Regions from separate parts of the Sus scrofa genome. Here region 1 is linked to region 2. The links are chromatin contacts, called in public HiChIP or PLAC-seq maps. All regions are on one chromosome and are shown on one strand. Each heading gives the region's core, a stretch centred on a gene start, on an enhancer-like site or on the middle of the called end of the contact. The rest is flanking DNA. Distances are from core to core; before and after follow the strand shown.

The links. HiChIP or PLAC-seq counts read pairs in DNA pulled down with a chosen protein or histone mark.
Region 1: a contact with region 2 is called in an H3K27ac HiChIP or PLAC-seq map of alveolar macrophages. The contact joins two enhancer-like sites. A contact is called at or near these places in 1 of 47 Hi-C or Micro-C datasets (epiblast stem cells) and 1 of 2 datasets of contacts at active chromatin or transcription factors (alveolar macrophages).

What each region holds. Positions count from the first base shown.
Region 1 is chr15:77,517,818-77,524,202 of Sscrofa11.1, reverse strand. METTL8 (methyltransferase-like protein 8) reads left to right here. Exons shown (of 12, transcript XM_001925591.5): 4 at 1,784-1,929. Among named protein-coding and RNA genes, the nearest start is that of METTL8, 43 kb to the left of the region's middle. Within about 2 kb of position 5,007, at least 3 of the 83 cell types and tissues checked have an H3K27ac peak or open chromatin away from gene starts, as enhancers often do. A contact at or near this core is called in alveolar macrophages, where this site is marked.
Region 2 is chr15:77,189,551-77,195,918 of Sscrofa11.1, reverse strand. It overlaps TLK1 (serine/threonine-protein kinase tousled-like 1), which reads left to right. Exons shown (of 21, transcript XM_001927890.6): 13 at 4,414-4,511. Among named protein-coding and RNA genes, the nearest start is that of GORASP2, 93 kb to the right of the region's middle. Within about 2 kb of position 1,473, at least 2 of the 83 cell types and tissues checked have an H3K27ac peak or open chromatin away from gene starts, as enhancers often do. A contact at or near this core is called in alveolar macrophages, where this site is marked.

The DNA of each region.
Region 1 (6,385 bases), core at 3,758-6,257, 320 kb before region 2:
TTTGGCTTTCCTGGGTGGAAAACATTTACATCATTTTATACTTTTGAGCAGGAATTGCCTCTTTTTTTAAAGTGTGATCCTTTTCTACTCTTCAGCATGTAGGAGATTTTATGAATAATATTCGCTGCAGAAAGAGAGCTCTAAAAATAATTGTGCTGGTAAGGATTTTGTTAGTCTTACTGGAACAGCAGCAGAAGAAAAGAACAAAGGCACATCAGAGGAAAGGTAGTGGTAGGCGGAGCATTTGATTTTATTTTGCCTCTGCCAAAGAGCTTGCTTTTAGTGGAGAAGGAAAAACAAATAAGAAACAGGAGATCTGCACTAGCAATCAAATGTTTCATTTCTCATCACTCTTCATCACATTTGAATGGAACCTTACAGTCTTTTTGGTGTGTATAACTAAGCCTTTTTTTTTTGTTTTTTTTTTTAAAGAAAAATGTTAAATTTTATGTTTAAAATCACAATGAAATGTTTTTGATATTCTGCAGTTTGTTTTGGAATTCAGTCTTAAAACCCAATGACTTTCTGTAAGGTGCTAAAAGATATAGAATACATGTCATTTTTATGCCTAATGGCATCTTGGATAGTCTCTAATGCATATTATATATATACACCTTTTAGCATCTGTTTCTACCTGACAGCTTACACCATTAGGCTGAATGTTGTGATGAAAAACTGAATGGGGGTGAAATGCCGAGTGGTATTACAGTGGATTCTTATTGGAAAAAGCAAGCTCTCTAGAGCTGCTATTTGATACTTTTATAAAGATTTTAGACTGATATATATACCAATACGTAATTAAATTATCATACTCTTTAAATGTTTAAGTTATTCTTCCAGAAATGAGGGTAGTTTTGGCTAATCAGCTGATGAGTCTCCTCTTGAGACAGAATTTAAGCATTTATTTTATGCAGGGAAATCTACTTTGCAAACATATTACTGACTATTCTTTAAAATGTATGTATACAGGCTTGTTAGAATTAAGAATTGCTAAGATCATATCTTAATACAGTATTTACTTATTTATTTGAATAATTTTCATATTATTCAGCTTAGCCCAAAGAATGAGATCTAATACATTCGTTTTCTTATTCTGCTCCTATTGGGTTTTTGGGTCTAGTAGTTATCATGTAATCCCAGAACTATGTTTGCCTAGAATTCCCAAAACAAAATAATAAAATCACTTTACAGAGCTTTTTAATATACAAAGTCCAGATTTCTGGGCTTACATGCTTTGACCATTGCTAAAAATTATATAAGCAAATTCCAAACAAAGCAAAGTTGGTCAAGACTGTGACTAATAAAGAATGCCAGCCAGGGTTTCACACTCCAGATATTCTTTTCCCTTCTCTTGGCCTGAAAAATGCTATAGGAGGAGTTCTCGTTGTGGCTCAGCGGTAACAAACCCAACCAGTACCCATGAGGATATGGTTCGATCCCTGGCCTTACTCAGTGGGTTAAGAATCCTGCATTGCTGTGAGATGCAGTGTAGGTTACAGAGCAGCTCAGATCTGGCATCGCTGTGGCTGTGATGTGGGCCAGCAGCTACAGCTCCGATTTGACCCCAGCCCAGGAACTTCCATATGCCACAGGTGTGACTATAAAAAGAAAAAAAAAAAAAATGCTGTAGGAGAGAAGCTATCATGCCCATCTTTCATTTAAAAATTTTTAGTTTTCATGTCCTTTCTCAGCTTTATAAACCTTTTTATACCTGTTTTTAGCTATTAGATAAACATTATACTGTGTAATCTATATTGACCAATTAATCATTGTAACTTTCCAGGTACTGAGTGTGATGTGGAGAAATTATATTTCCTGTCGAAGAATAAGAAAGCTGCCGCACAGGTACCAAAGTCATTATCACCCAGCGGCCCCTCTGGGATCAAGGATTTTAACTGACCCAGCTAAAGTTTTTGAACACAACATGTGGTGAGTTATCTTTCTAGGTCTGATATTATGTTGGTACATTAAGCATCACCAGTGTTACTATTTTCACTTAGTGCCTGAAAAGGGTTTTTAAAACCAAACACTTAACTTACATTGTTGAGGTTCAGAAGCCAGGGTAACTGACCCTAACTTAAGTGTTGCCAGTTCTGAATTTCTTTGCAAATAGAATTGGAAAAGTGAAGGTTCCCAAGTGCTTTCCTCAGCTTTAGGGTTTTTGCAGGCCCTTTTCCACTCATCTCTGATGCTGATTTGGCAGCATATCAGCAAGGGGGCCTCTTTTCTAGGTACAGCCCTCCTCCAGCCCCACAGACTCTTCCCTCTTGCCAGTACTTACCAGCAAATGTGTACCTGTACCTGCTGCTTACTGAGAACCAGGGAGAATGCATTGGTTTGACCTTAATCCATGCTTTTAGGAATTCCACCTGCTATTTGTAAAGATAAATGGATATTTATAGGGAAAATTGGTGATTATCAATATAAGGGAGTAAATTATAAAGGCCCAGTGTGTTCTTTTCAGGCTTGAGTCTCTGTAAGAACAACTCAGCAATACAAAACCATTTCTGTTTTGGCATAGGAAGATTTTTTTAAATTGTGTTATTTTTAGTTTCACTTTATTGAGGTATAATTGGCATATAAAGGAAGAATTAAGTGGGGAAATGGAAACGTGTCTGGTACCTAGTATAGTGCCTGACACATAAGTATTTGCGGAATAATGACTTAGATAGATGATGATGCTGGACTGAGGTCATTCTAGGTGGATAGAGAGTCATACCACCTAGAGATGAGAGAGTGTAAGGCATATTCAGAACAGGATGTTTTGCCTAAAATAAAGGCTCTCCCAGGGGGTTGGTAAATAGTAAGGTTGGGATGATAAAGGCCATGTGGGGGCAGGAGCAAGATAGTGTGTGGTCTTAAATTTGCAGCTTCAGTGAGAGGTATTAGAGAGCCCCTGAAGAGAAATGGCATTTGTTATACATGTTATATTAAGTGTAAGTATTTAGGTAATAGTATACTGGGCAGATCAGTGGGTGGAACTAGGAGTCAGGAAGGGCTGATGAGACAGAGATGGCAAAGAAAGAAAAATGAGAACTTAGTGCTTTTGTAGAATAAAGGAAAAGGAAACATTTGATTCTGAAGGTTTGATCCTAGATGACTAATGGAAATAGAAAAATTCAAGAGGTACATTGATTTTTTTTTTCTATTTTGGAATAAAGATGGTGCATTTAACTTTTTTTTTTTTGCTTTTTAGGGCTGCACCTGCAGCATATGGAGGTTCCCAGGCTAGGGGTCAAATCAGAGCTATAGCTGTTGGCCTACACCACAGCCACAGCAATGCCGGATCCTTAATGAACTGAGAGAGGCCAGGGATTGAACCCGCAACCTCATAGTTCCTAGTAGGATTCATTTCCGCTGCACCATGATGGGAACTCCAAAGATGGTGCATTTAGTTTAAAATATTTTTAATAGGTTTTGGGAGCAAGACATTCTGAGAAAAATGTCCAGAACACAAGACTCCACTGCTAGGAAGAGAGAGGGAGGGCTGAAGATGTAAGGTTGGGTATGATATCTGCAGACAAAATTCTTCACTGACTATTTTTGAGAGCAGTGCCTCTAAAGCTTGGAAGGTGATTCATGGACTTCTTGTGTTTTTGCTGCAACATAATTTCAATTTTAAAAGGAAATAGATTGACCTTTTATGAATTGGTCCTACACTATATGATACGGTGGCCACTAGCCCCATGTGATTATTAAGCACTTGAAACCTTGTTAGTTTAATTGAGATGTGCTATAATCTTTTGAAGACTTAATACAAATAAGAGGTAAAATATATCATTAATAGTTTTTGAACTTAATTAAATGTTAAAAATCATTTTTCATATATTGAAGTAAATAAAATGTATTATTAAAATTAATTTATTTTCACTTTTTTTGACGTGGCTCCTAGAAAATTTTAAATTACATGTGTGGTTGACATTAGACTTTCTTGAAGGTTGCTGAATTAAACCATTTTACCTATCATCATTAATTTGGACAGTTATAATAGGCTATGAGACAAATGCCAAGCAGTTAAACCTCCAGAAGAACTTCTGATCCTAGGCAAGCTCCTCATTTGCCAGGGTTTTGTTGTTGTTGTTGTTGTTGTTGTTTATTTTTTGTTTCTTTGTCATTAGACTCTAAAGAGTTAGTTTCTGCATCTCTTTTTCCATCTGCTACCACCAGTTCTTTTGCCCAAGGTTCCTGCCTGCACGTTTAAGTTCTGTCGTCATAGGCTTTCAGGGAGGCAGGGGTCATCTGGCTCAGTGCCTCTCAAACACTGTGGTTAGGGCTGCTGCCCAAGAATCCCTTGGAAGGTTATTATTTCACTAGGTCTAGAAGTATGGCCCAGGAGTTTGTCATTTGAAAAAGCTCTTTGAGTAAACCTGTTGAGTAGCCGGGTTTAGGAATCCTTGAGCCAGTCCAGTGGTTTTCAAACTTTATTTTTTTAAGGACTGCACCCATGGCATACAGAAGTTTCCAGGCGAGGGGTCCAGTTGGAGCTGCAGCTACAGGCCTACGCCATAGCCACAGTAATGCCAAATCCAAGCCACATCTGTGACCTGTGCCGCAGCTCGAGGCAACAACAGATCCTTAACCCACTGAGTGAGGATCAAATCTACATCCTCATGGATGCTAGTCAGGTTCTTAACCCTCTGAGCCACACCAGGAACTTCCAAGCTTTTCCTTAGGAGCAGAATTTTCTCATAAGTGAAGTCTTAACATTACAATCACAATATTTAAAAGGTTAAAAAAAAACCCTACTCTGAGTGAAGTGGGCCTGGAGGCTTAAGGTGTCAACAGCTCTACCTCCCTTTTCCTCTCCCACCCCTCCCTCACTCCAGCAGCTTAGAGGACCTTTAGGGGTCGGTTGATCCATTTGAAAAACCTTGATCTGTTCTCTTAATCCATCCTCCTCCATAACGTACCCTCCAAGAGGTTATCCTGCCTGTGCCAGGATATCTCCAGTGAACTCACTTCAAAGACACACTCTAATAATCATAACAATAATTTCCTCCAAAGGAGGAGGGAGGAAATTGCTTCACATCATGTAATTGCTTCACATCACGTTCCTGCGTCCCCACCCCCCTTACCTCCACCCCCTCCTTTTTTTTTTGGCTTGAGGAGGAGACATGTAAGTTAAACTGAAAACCAGAGGACAGGTTTACTTTCCCCTTAATTCAGGTCCAAAGTTCTGTCCAAAAGTTCTCTCAGGGTTCCCGTCATGGCTCGGCGGAAATGAATCTGACTAGTATCCATGGAGACGCAGGTTCGATCCCTGACCTTACTCAGTGGGTTAAGGATCAGGTGTTGCTGTGCGCTGTGATGTACGTTGCACACGCGGCTCAGATCTGGTATTGCTGTGGCTGTGGCATAGGCCAGCGGCTGCAACTCCAATTTGACCCCTAGCCTGGAAACCTCCATATGCGGGTGGGTTTGGCCCTAAAGAGACCAAAAAAAAGTCCTCTCTTCTTTCATTTCCTCCTTTATATAAAGAATAATGTTTTCTTGTGCTGAATTTTGATTCTTTAAGATATTTCTTTAAAGGCACACATGTTTTCTCTCAGAGACGTTAGAACTGTCTATAGTTCACTTTCCCTTTAGCTTCTAGTTTAGTCAGTAAAAACTATTTATATATGAACCTTTTTTCAAAATTTTTATGAGAAGAAATAAAAATACCCTTTTTTAAATTTCTAATATCCTGAATAATATTTGCCCTCAAGTATCTGGATATTTGTATTGCTAGTATTTACATCTGCCTATGGGCTCTTAATTCTTAATAGTTTAAATGAATTTCACATAAAGTTAACCATTTTAAGGTGAACGATTCGGTGACATTAGTTTCATTCACAACATTGTGTAAGCAGCATCTCTAACTCATTCAAAAACATTTTTATCACTCTAAAGCAAAATCCCTTACCTGTTAAGCAGTTTATACTCATGTACAGTTCTGAGCCCTGGCAATTACTAATCTGTGTTTTGTGTCTACAGAGTCACCTCTTCTGGATATTTTGTATAAATGAGATCATGCAATGTATGATCTCTTGGGTCTGGCTTCTTTCAATTAGCCTAAAATCTAGGCAGCCCATCCGCATTACACATGTATCAATGCTTCATTCCTTTTTATGACAGAATAATATTCCATTGTGTATATATACCAGAGTTGGTTTATCCATTCATTCACTGATGGACATTTAAGCAATTTCTGCCTTTTGGCTCTTGTAAATAGAGCTGCTGTGAACACGTGTGTACATGTACTTATTTAAGTCCTTGTTTTCAACTCTTTAAGAAATATACCTAGGAATGGAATTGTGGAGTCATGTGGTAATTTTATATTTAACTTTTTTTTTTTTTTTTTTTTTGGTTTTTTGCTATTTCTTGGGCCGCTCCCGCGGCATATGGA
Region 2 (6,368 bases), core at 224-2,723:
TTTTAGGAGTTCCCATTGTGGCTCATTGGGTTACAAACCTCGCTGGTATCCATGAGGATGTGTGTTCCATCCCTGGCCTTGCTCAGTGGGTTAAGGATCCCATGTTGCCCCAAGCTGTGGCGTAGTCGCAGGTGCGGCTCAGATCCCGCACTTAGGTCAGCAACTGCAGCTCCAATTCAACCCCCAGCCTGGCACTTTCCATATGCCCCAGGCACGGCCCTAAAAACAGGGAAAAAAAGAAAGAAAAAGCTGTCGTTAAGAGAAATGCTCAAAAATACCCCAAATTTGCCTAGTAGTTTTAACCTGCCATTATTTTACAGAGATTCTACCTGCTGTAACATACTCTTGGCCTAGAATGTTGAGCTAAATGGATATTAAGTTGCCTGAAGGATTGATTTTAAATCGAAAGCATTTCTATGCTAAATACCTGGTGAGGGACAAACTGGTTTTACCTTCCATATAAATTTTTTAAAGTTAAAAATTTTGGAAGGTAGTGTGTTTTGCGGGTTACTTAAATGATGCAGTATTGAGATCTGTTGTATATTTATGACCTGGATTTTATGTGTGTATATTTATGTAATTCAGAATATGAGATCTTATTTCAAATTACTGCTAAAATAGCTGTAATGTGTACTGTTAAGGTCCATTGCTGTATTTTTTTGGCTTAATCAGAAAAGAGCCATGTCCTTTTATTGTATGTGATTATCAAACCTACCTCTCTAGTTAATAGATTCTTTTCTTACTCATGTCCCTTCAACACCATAATTGCCTACAGAGACCAGTTCCTTTCTGGAGATGCTCTTTGTTTCTTCTAGACCTTCTCTGTTTTAACTGCTCTGCTCCAGGATGACTCAAGGATTGAAGCTTAGTGTTCTTGCTAAATAAACATCATCTAGCTGTCTGGATTGCCTTTTATTGTAGTAATTTGGCCTGCATTTGCCTTGCATTTGAGGACTTCATTCCATAATAATCCAGATCAATTGTGAGCCCAGGTCAAGCTTGCTTCTCTTCAACCCTCTGAAAATAATTAATTAAGTTAGTAGTCTGATGACAGAAAGGTACCTCTTTCTGTATTCTGTATTCTGTGGTTAATGTCAATTTCAGGAAAAGACAGTATGGCCTACAGTATATAGATCTTTGGAAATGATCCGCTCTAAAGATAAATTAGTTGCTGAGACTACCATATTCTAGACTGTCGTAAGCTGGGGCCAGACCAAAACTGCCCCTTTCTCTAAGAAGAGGATACTAGGCAGTATTGCCCTAGTGTTTGCCTAAAAGTATGTGTATTAATCTGCTTAGTCTGCCATAACAAAATACCATAAACTAGGTGGCTTAAAAAAGCAAATTTATTTCTTGTAGTTCTAGAGGCTGCAAGTCCAAGATCAAGTTCGAGTAGAGTTTAGTTTCTGGTGAGGCTCTCTTCCTGGTTTGTAGACACCCGCTTTCTCAAGTTCTGCCGTGGTTTTTTTCCCTTGCACTCCCACAAAGAGGTGGCAGGGTTGGGAGGTCTCTTTCTCCTCCTCCTCATAAAGCCACTAATCCCATCTTTAGGGCTCCATTCTCATGACCTAATCTAACGATTATCTTATAAAGTCCCCTTCTCCAAATACCATCACATTGGGGTTTAGGACTTAGACACAAAAAATTTGGAAGGAACACAAACCTTCAATCATAAAAGTGTGTATTCTTTTTCTCAGTGGGATTTAAGAGAAGTTACTTAGAACTGCTGAATCATCCTTTCCCTAGAAGTGTTTCTCTTTTGTTTTAAGGTCCAAGATACTGTGGTATAAATATTATGTTATAGTATGGACAATGTAAATATATTTCACTGATGGCTATGGAGGATTTATGTCTATTTATATATGACTTGAATAGTTCCTTCACTTCACAGGTATTCTAGGATCCAGCTTTTTTTTTTTTTTTTGTGCTCCTGGCATTTTGGTTTTTTCCTGTAAACTTTACAATTCAAAATGATTGAAGTTTGCCTGTGCTTTTGTACTGTAAGATCTTATGGGACATACTTGTCATGTTTTATAGAGGATAAAAACTTGCTTAACTGACAGACATTTATTTCTTTAGTGGGTATTTAGTGATATTGATTACTGTCATTGTATAAACATCTGAAGATTACCAATCTAGTTGAATCATAATTATATATTTATGAGTTAATTTCATTTCTCTAAATTCACTTTTCAAGTAGGATCTTCATACCACAGTTTCAAAGAAAAGTTGAAACAAGTATTTCAGCTGGTATTCTAATAGGCATTTTACAATTTGTCAGGTTATTTAAAGTTATACTAGCTTACTGAGTGTTTAGTAGCTTCCTACATACGTAAGAAATTAACGACAAGTTTTAAGGCAGCAAAGTTAGTAATCTGATGACAGAAAGGTACCTCTTTCTGTATTCTGTGGTATAAATTTTTTCATATTGGTGATGTAAATAAATTTTTTCATACTGGCACACTTGTATGGCCAGGTTCTTACTCTATTCTGTATAATTAAATTGAGACAACTAAGCTGTGGTTTGACTTTATTATTCCAAAATTCTTAATCTATTTCTTGTCCATATAATTAATCTTCAACTCTTTGGTCTCCTGGAGCATTATTTTATCTTTTTTCTTTTTTTATTAAAATTGGGAATATTTGTAACTGAAGATACATTAAATGAGGAAATTTCAGAGAATTTATCTGTTTTAGAAAACTTCAAAAATTTTTAGAAAGGTTTATCTTAAATTTATTTTGAAGGTTTCTATGTATCATCCGATGTCTAATTTATATTAAATATCTCTGCAACAAGTAGTGGTTGGGTTTTATTTTTAAATGATTGAAATAAGGAGTTCTCTTTTGGTGCAGCAGGTTAAGAATCTTGCGTTGTTACTGTAAGCAGCTTGGGTCACTGCTATAGCGCAGCCAAAAATAAATAAATCAGATAAAATAATTGAAAAATCTTAAGTGTCAAGTGGAATACAAACAACATATTTAGATCTAGTTTTTAAATCTGTGAACATTTGTTTTTTTATGATACTTAGCTTATGATATACATTATGATACTAAGTTTAAGCCATTATATTTTCAAGGTAAATTTCAGGATCAATTTTTTTGAGAGAAAGGATTTTTTAAATATCAGAAGATAAATCATTAAGAGATGGTGTTAATGAAAACCAGAAATACTTAAGTACAGTATTCAGAAATACCCTCTATTCTGTGTGGTATAGATTTATAACGGTAGTGGTACATATTTAGACCAAGGCAATTTAAATTATTTCTGGATATACCAGAAATAAAACTTTCAGCTCACACATAATAAATATTTATTCAACAATATAAAATTGAGCATTTCTAGAACTTTCCACTGAAATTTGGTATATTCTTGTCTTTTGAGTAGTATTTAAATTATTAACAAAGAGGTGTGTGTGATAGGTAATTTTGTTTTGGTGTCCAATTTTTTTAATGTTCTAAAATTTGTATATTTTGAGACATGAAAAATATTTGTCAAAATGTTCACATTAAATGGATATTAAAGTAATTTGTTTAGGATCTGCCATAGCTATTCTTAAAATTTTTGTTTTAGCGTCTCTCTAAGATCGTAGTGGGGAGTTCCTGTCGTGGCGCAGCTGAAACGAATCTGACTAGGAACCATGAGGTTTTGGGTTCGATCCTTGGCCTCGCTCAGTGGGTTAAGGATCCGGCGTTGCCGTGAGCTGTGGTGTAGGTCGCAGATGCGGCTTGGATCTGGCATTGCTGTGGCTCTGGCAAAGGCTGGCAGCTACAGCTCCGAATGGACCCCTAGCCTGGGAACCTCCATGTGCCATGGGTGTGGCCCTAAAAAGACAAAAAAGACCAAAAAAAAAAAAAAAAAGATTGTAGTGGGATTTATCCAAAGCGAGTGGTCACATTGGGGGGTGTGTGTGTGTGTTTGTATATTCCAAATGTTGTAAGGTCTCAGAATAATCAGTGGATCTGTCTTCTACCTTTCTTTCTCTTTTAACTGTCGTGAAATAACCTTCATTTCATTTGTTTTGTAGTAGTAAATTATTCCCTCTTAAATTAAAATTTGGATGTACCAGAAATAAAACTTTCAGCTCATTTTGTGTAGGTCAGGTTCAGACTGCTTTGCAGTCATTTTCAGTTTAGACATTATAAAAATAGATCTCTTGTACAGAATAAAACTCAGCATCTCATTAGGTATAGATTTTGATGTGGAGGATGGTTTCTTAAAATAGGCTTTTTGCCTTACCTTTTTTCCATCTTTTCAGGCATTGAAAAGAGCACTTTTTTGGTCTTTTTAACTCAGTGGTACTTTATAATATACTATTCTTCCCATCACTGTAAAAAAATTGGTACATGAGTAAAAATATCTTTTTATATCGCAAATAAATTGAGCTTGTTATAGTCCCCTCTCTTCATTTTCAGGAAGAGGCAGAAATCCAGGCAGAACTTGAACGTTTGGAAAGAGTTAGAAATCTTCACATCCGAGAGCTCAAAAGAATAAATAATGAAGATAATTCACAGTAAGTTATTTGTATTTCACAGTTTTACATAAGTTTTTTCTCCCCTTGGAAAGCTTAAGCACTGTATTTCCTTGCTGAGGGTAAGGGGCATTCTCATTGTAGACCTGAAGTCCTTCCCATGGCTCAGAAGGCCTTGCATGATCTGGTCTCTGGCCACCTCACCACCCCATCTCTCTCATCTTTCCCTCACTTACATGTCTTAGAGACACTGGCCCCCCTTCAGCATGTCCAGCACGTTCCCATCTCACGGCTTTTGTGCTTGCCATTTCCTCTGCCTGAAATGTTCCTCAAAGTAGCTGAGTGGCTTACTTTTTATTTCACTCCAGGTGGTCATTAGAGAGGCTGTCCCTAGGCCTCCCTGTCTAAAATAGCAGTACTTGCCTTACTGCATCCCTTCTCTCAGTATCCTTACACTGCTTTAGTTTTTCATAGCATTTATCACTATCTGGGATTATATATATTTTTTCAGTTATTTTATGTTTCCTTTCACTGGAAGGTAAGCTACTTGAGAGCAGGGATTTAGTTTTGTTGTTGCTAGCTATATCCCTAGAACCTGGACAAGTGTCTGGCACGTGATAGGCATAGAATAAATATTTGTTGATCAAACACAAAAGTTAATATTATAGTAGTGAAGGAGGAATTATTTCAACTAAAGGGATTTCAGTAAGCCGTGTTTCCAGCATTACATGAAAACTGGAGACAAAATTGAGAAATAGTTTTAAGTTATACTCTCTGTCCTTGATTCCTAATTATCAAAATGATAATAAACACTAAGGGAATTCAAAGAAGAGAAAATAGTTTCCACCACGGCGTAGTGTGTTAAGAATCCGACTGCAGCAGCTCAGGTCACTGTAGGGGTACAGGTTCAATCCCTGGCCCAGGGCAGTGAGTTAAAGGATCCTGTGCTGATGGAGCTGCAGGTCAGATTCATTCCCTGGCCTGGGAACGTCCATATGCCACAGGTGCAGCCATTAATAAAAAAGAGAAGAGAAATTAGCTGTGGACTGGTGGGAGCTTTATGAAGAAGATGGAAATTAAGCAAGGCACTACTACTTGGACTTAATTAAGTCAGTGTAGAGGGGAGAAAGAATGTCTGTTTATCTTTAAGACTTAGGGAATTGAAATCTTCATGACCTGATAATATGAGTATCAGAATTGGAAATGGCCTATTTCTACTGTGAAATATAAATATCTTGCTTAAAAAAAGGCCTATTAACAGTCATCTGATGATTGTATGAACACAGTCCTTCTAATGTGAATGAAAATAATAGTTATGGAATATTCTTAATTGTATCAGATGACAATTCTAATAAAGCAGATAAGACAAAACTAATTTACAGTTGGCTATTTTGAAAGTTATATCCAAACTTGTTTGTGGATATGACTTAGTCCACTTGATGAAAATTAAATGAATTGTTACAGCTTTACATTTTGCTTTAAAACTAAGCAGAAATCTCTTTTACTTACAAATTCTCAAGAAAAGCCTTAAATTATTAAAGGTCTTCTTATTTTGAGTAAAGTATATTTGCATCTGGAGTTATAAAACAATCATCTTTTTTTTGTTTGTTTGTTTGTTTGCCTTAAATTTCAAGAGTGCAGATTTTGGAACATTTTTCTGCTAAGCCCTGCCATGTATTAGCTATTGACCTTGGACAATAGTACAGTAGTGCCCTAGTCTGTAAAATAGAAATAGTAGCAGGGCCTACTTCAAAGAGTAGTGAGTGCTTAATGTATAGCAGGTGCAATAAACTTTAAATAGTTATTTAAAGTAATGTTTGTCTGTGATGTTTGTTTTATAAAATTTTTTTAAAAGCTTTCCCTGGAGTTCCCATGGTGGCTCAGTAGTAATGAACCTGA